Regions from separate parts of the Hordeum vulgare genome. Here region 1 is linked to region 2. The links are chromatin contacts, called in public Hi-C maps. All regions are on one chromosome and are shown on one strand. Each heading gives the region's core, a stretch centred on a gene start, on an enhancer-like site or on the middle of the called end of the contact. The rest is flanking DNA. Distances are from core to core; before and after follow the strand shown. Region 1 has its middle 160 kb from the start of LOC123425922. Region 2 holds the start of LOC123425921 (DNA repair protein RAD16).

What was found. A called contact is a pair of places that touch in the nucleus more often than the background predicts.
Region 1: a Hi-C map of leaf shows a contact between it and region 2, with 6 times the contacts expected there. The contact joins the enhancer-like site here to the promoter of LOC123425921 in region 2. A contact is called at or near these places in 1 of 6 Hi-C or Micro-C datasets (leaf) and 1 of 1 datasets of contacts at active chromatin or transcription factors (embryo).

The regions. Positions count from the first base shown.
Region 1 is chr2H:220,848,194-220,850,893 of MorexV3_pseudomolecules_assembly, forward strand. No RefSeq gene overlaps it. Among protein-coding and RNA genes, the nearest start is that of LOC123425922, 160 kb to the right of the region's middle. Within about 2 kb of position 1,313, at least 2 of the 3 cell types and tissues checked have open chromatin away from gene starts, as enhancers often do. A contact at or near this core is called in leaf, where this site is marked.
Region 2 is chr2H:220,299,588-220,302,520 of MorexV3_pseudomolecules_assembly, forward strand. It overlaps LOC123425921 (DNA repair protein RAD16), which reads right to left and starts at 1,431. Exons shown (of 15, transcript XM_045109684.1): 1 at 1,290-1,431; 2 at 149-1,218. The coding sequence starts at 1,317. It also overlaps the pseudogene LOC123426183.

The sequences.
Region 1 (2,700 bases), core at 63-2,562, 550 kb after region 2:
ACAAAGTCAACTCGCCGATATAGATTTCGACTTGTGTGATCAAGATGAAATTTATGTACCATTGTCTATGTCAACGACTACAACAAATGATTCAACAAATGAGATGGACAGTGCTGCTATGAATCAATTCAGAGCTTGGATCGCTGATGGGTTATGGTCCTTGAAACAACAATGATATGAAGAAGTGTTCTTCGCTTATGTAATTTCTGTTATCTCGGTTGTTATGTACTCTCTCTTATTTTGGTTCTTATGAACAAGTGTTAATTCGTTTGTATGAACAAGTGTTATGAATAATTGTTATTTCGGTTGTCACTATTCTGCAATTCATTTGTATGAACAAAGATTATGTGAACAAGTGTATTTTATTAGGTGCAACATGGACTTATAAGTCCCTGTAAACAAACAGGTAGGGACTCGGGACTTATAAGTCTGTGTAAACAAACAGGTAGGGACTTATGACTTATAAGTTGGGACTTAAAAAAGTCCTAGGACTTATGAAACAAACAGGGCCTCATATGCGGCGCCGCTGTATAGTTAAGAGGGTGTTTGTTTCCAGGGACTTATTGATTTAGGGACTTAAAAAAGTCCCTATAAGTCCCACCTAAACCAAACACAAAGGACTTATTGCGGTGATTTGGGACTTATCAAATAAGACTCTCAAGGAGGAGCTTATTGGGACTTATCCCGGGTCGGACCTACCCCGCGTCGCTCCAGGATCGTTCCCTGCACGCCGCTCCGCCTCTCGGTCCAATCGCCGCCGCCGCTCCGCCTCTCGCCCCGTCGCCGCTCCGCCTCTCGCCCAGTCGCCGCCCCGCCTTTCGCCCCGTCGCCGCCCCGCCTTTCGCCCCGTCGCCTCCCCGTCGCCGCCTCGCCTCGGTTCGTTCTGCCTCGGTTCGCCGCCCCGTCATCGCCCCGCCTCGGTTTGTTCTGCCTCGGTTCGTTGCAGTGGTGCCCCCAATCGCCGGACAGGCCCTCTCCTGAGCCTCGTTGCAGCGGTGCTTATCCTGTGTGCCGTACGCGTTGGCTGATGACGATCCATGCGAACAAGTGTATTATTAGGTGCAACATGGACTTATAAGTCTCTGTAAACAAACAGGTAGGGACTCGGGACTTATAAGTCCGTGTAAACAAACAGGTAGGCACTTATGACTTATAAGTTGAGACTTAAAAAAGTCCCAGGACTTATAAAACAAACACGGCCTAAGTCCAACTATCTTATCAATCATTGTACGTGACCTAAGCGTAGATCGCCGAGCCATGCCACGTCATACATGCCATCGCTGAGCCATGCCGCGTCGAATCTACAGTGACGTTGGATTTTTTTATTTTTAAAAAAGGTAGAATTAATTTCTCTCCTAGAAAATGGCATGACGCAACGGCCCCTTTTGTTCCTCCCTTCCTCAGGCGGGCTAGGGTTGCCGCCGCCGTCGCCCGAGCCCCATCGGCGCATCCCAGCTCTTCTGGCGCCCTTCACCAGAGAAGGCATCCACCTCCGATCTTCCATCCCCAAGCCTTCTCGTCTTCGCGCTCCACCCAGCCTTCATGATGGTAATAGAGGAGGGGGATGAAGGGGATGCCACAACGACCTCGCGCCCCCGGTGCTGCGCCCACGAGCGGAGGAGCGGGTAGTGGTGGCGGTGGAGGCGTGGTGATGTCGGGACGATGGTGTGGTCGGAGGCGCTATGTCGGCATGATAGCCGAGATCATGCATCAACTGTGCCACAAGGTGCGTCGCCTTCCCTTCTCCCGTCGCGCCAACAAGCGTCGATGCGTGCAACCTTCTCACCGCCGGGCTCAACGGCCTGCTCACCCTCCCCTCCCCAGGCTCTCCGAGTGGCTCCTCTGTGCCGCCCCTGACTAAAAAACAAGTCTTTGATTGTGTTTTCGTTTGAAGCTGTGGAGCACGCGCGAGGTGCTCGACTGATTGATTGTGTCCTTGCAAGATTCATGGACCACGATGGTGGGTCAGACCCTTTGCACGTGTGCTCCCAGGATGGTGCTCCTGTTGTTCTTGTTTTCGCTCCGGTTGATCTTTCCCGTGGAGGTAGTTCATACGACCGGAGTTGTTGCTTCTCTTTGTGTTTTGACTCATGGTGCTGTCACCTGTGTATTTGCTGATGTGCGTTTTGTGTTACCCAGGTTCCTGTGATGTGAGCTGGCTGTTTGTTCTCATTCCCGTTTCAGGCAACGGGTGTTCCTTATAGTTTCATCCAAGTTGAGCTTCGCTCTGCCATTGAGATGCGGTTCATCCTCTCCATGTATGCATGCGCTGCTTCGGTGCTGTTTTATTAGTTATCTTGTGGTGGGATCGTGCTCGTCAATCATCACCTATTCCTTCTTATGTTGCACGATCGTGTTGCTCTGTTTGTGATGTAGAGCAGCGTTGTAGGTTTGATTCTGGCGTGGCATGTTGATGGATCAGTGCTCTAAAATTTTGCATTTCTTTCTCAGGATTCCTGAGATTTGCAGCGGCGTTCATGTTCAGACTGTGACACGATAACGACATGTGAGCTCATCCTGGTTGCCAAGCAGTGGCTCTTCTTCGTTGGTTGTCTGCTATGGCGGCGACCATTTGCTCGCCCACTATGGCGTCCGACATGATTTGGAGGTTAGAAGGTTGTAGATCATAGCACCCAGGAGACAACTGTTATTCATCACACATTTGGTGGTCGTCTGCAATCTCAGTCCCCTTTGTTTTCA
Region 2 (2,933 bases), core at 181-2,680:
AGACACATGGCAGATTGACAGTATGAACCACAACTAAGTGTTCCATTTAAAAAAAAAATCGATTACTTCGTGATACTTCATATCTATATATGCAGTTTATTAAATTGCCGAATCGTAAAAAAGGCGGCAAGAAAGGGCATATGATCACCTCATCTAAGATAATCCGCTCCCACCGCACTGAGTGTAGAAGTGACTTGCCCCTGGATTCGCTAGCCAATTCCTCGCAATCCTCCTCCTCAATACCGTTTTTCCTCTTGTGAGCACTTGCTTTGCCCTTCCCCTTCACTTTGGTATCAGCCGACTTCTTGCTCTTCTGCTTCGCCTGCTTCTCAGTGCGGAGAGCATCGGGTCCACAGTAATATCTCAAGTGAATCTTGAGCTTCTCGGGGTAAAACTGTTTATTGCAGTACTCGCACCGAATCTTGGGTGGCATTATGTGCTTCCGGTAGTCCGCCTCAATGGTGGAGTAGGTGGTGACCACGAAGTCGAAGGTGTCGAAATCGTGCTTCTGAGAGCCCCGGCGAGCACCATGGTAGAGCAGCACGCGCGCGCTGCCTTTGGCCGTGTGCCGCTCGATCTCCTGCGCCCACTGGATGACGGCCACCACGGGGCAGATCACAAGGGTGCACCCTACCCGGCGCATCGGGAGGCCCAGTGATGTGGACGGTGGCGAGGACGAGCCGGGGGGGCGTAGCTGGCGCGCGGTGAGGACGAGTGCGATGCCCTGGATGGTCTTCCCCATGCCCATCTCGTCCGCGAGGATGCCGCCGCGCGAAACCGAGGCCTCCTGCGCCAGCGCCCACGCGAGCCACTCCTTCTGGAAGCGCAGCAGCTGGAGCAGCACCTCCGGGGCCGGCTCCGCGGTTGGCACCACCGCCGCCGCCGAGGTGTTGGTCTCCTCCGACGCCCCGACGCGTTCGTCGAGCCACTTGGTATTAGCCTCCGCCCACTCTTCCCACGGCAGGGGCGGCCCGTCCTCGTCGCGCTTCCCCTTCTTCGTCTTCCGCCTACACTTGGACTTGCGCGGCCGTGGTGACAACGCCGGACGCGGCGCCACCGCCACCGCAGGCGCAGGGGCGTCTTCATCGGAGGCAAACTCGTCGTCGTCGTCCCCCGCCTCGTCATCCGTACCGGCGACGAAGTCGGAGTCGGAGGTGTTATCGGAGGGGACGCTCTCGTCGTGGTCGTCGCGCCGGCGGCGACGACTGCCGCCGGGGCCTGCGATGGGAGGCGGGGATTCAGGCTTGAGGGGCGGGATTCGAGGGGTTCAGCATAAGTAGGGGACTTACCAGATGCATTCCCGTTTCGGCGAGGCATCGCGCGGCGGCGGCGGCGGCGCAGAGACAGAGGAAGCGCGAGAGGTGGGGTGGGTGTGGGGTGGGTTGCTTCTCGTGATTTTTAAAGTCGGGGGGTTTGGGGGCGGCGGATTGTGTGGGGTTAAGTCGGTCATGGGGAGAGGAAATGGCGGGAAGGAACTGCAGGGGGCGGAAGGGCTGACCCGGTCAGCGGGGAGTTGTGCTCCGGAAGGAACTGCCGGATTGTGCTCCGGAAGGAACTGTCGGGTTGTGTGTGTCGTCATGTGTGAACCCGATCTTTTTCTTTTTTTTTTTTTGCGGCGTGAACCCAACCGACCTTTATCAATCCATAGGCGTTGTTCGATGTTTCCCATGCTAGTAAGGTTTTTTCTTTTTTTGAGAGGGGATCGAGCGTGACAGACAGGAACGAAATCGATGTCGATTCATTGTTTTTTTTCATCCACGCCATGCCCACCTCTTTTGGGATATCTTAGGTACTCCTGACTTGGCACCACGAAACATGCATAATTTTGTTTTCTTCCAAAGTATAAAGCCTGCACACTTGATTTGGTACCATCAAATCATCAACCTCGCTACTACTACTTTCCTTGTTCAATAATTTATCAATAATGTGAGTATTAAATAACAGTAGCTGAAAATAAAACAGCATTACATAAGAATGAAGTGTATTTCTATTTTAATTGCACTGCAGAACATACTCACACCATGCTTAATAGTATAGCCAACTGCTGGCTATAAGCAGTCTTATAGTTCATCTTATATCTAGCTTGTACAATAGTTAGCTACAAAAGAGTACTACCTTTATCATATATGGCTCACCTTTCATTCTCACAAAGCACCTAGGAGCACGTGCTAGAGCCGGCTCTTCATGAAGAGCCCCCTTCCCTTCTCTCTCCTCTTCTCTCTCATCCAACTCAGCAAAAATATAGTATTTTAATTCTTACAGCCTCCTGACTGTACCTTATTGTACTTGCTCTCATGCGAGCCCGCTTCGCCCGGCTTTGCCTGCTCCGGCATTCAAGCCACTGCCCATCCCCAGCTGGCTTCGTGGTCGTTATTGTCGGTGCCTCGCATGCGGCCACCATGCAGTGACGTGGCGTGACCCTGTCCACTGCAGCCGTTGCCTTCATAATGGCCACAAGGCCCGTGGTTGTCGCAACAAATGGAAGCCAATTAGTTCGCTCGACTGCAATTATGTGCCTCCTCCTCCATTGCCTCGCCCAGCTCTTGCTCCCGCACAAGAGACAGCGCCCCGTCCCGGGCATGGCTCGGAGATCCCTGCGCAGCAACCTCCTGTGCTTCAGTTGCCTCAGCCCCAGATGTCGCGTCGTGGAGATGCTTCGTCCAGGTCGGATGTGGACTTCATCGTCGTCCCGACGACGCCGGAGATGCAAGTGGAATCCGCGCTCCTCTCCTCCAACGCGGTTGTGGCTTGGCTGGAGGGGGCTCGCCATGACATCTCCTGCGCCCAAGTGAGCGCTGAGATTGCTTCTGCCTTCGGCGCGCGGTCAGCGGACGTCGATGTGGTGCGCCACTATCCCGAGTAGTTCTTCGTCAGATTTATGTATCAGAACCACTGTGCGCGGATGCCGTGTCGCGCGGTGACCTGCCCGGTGC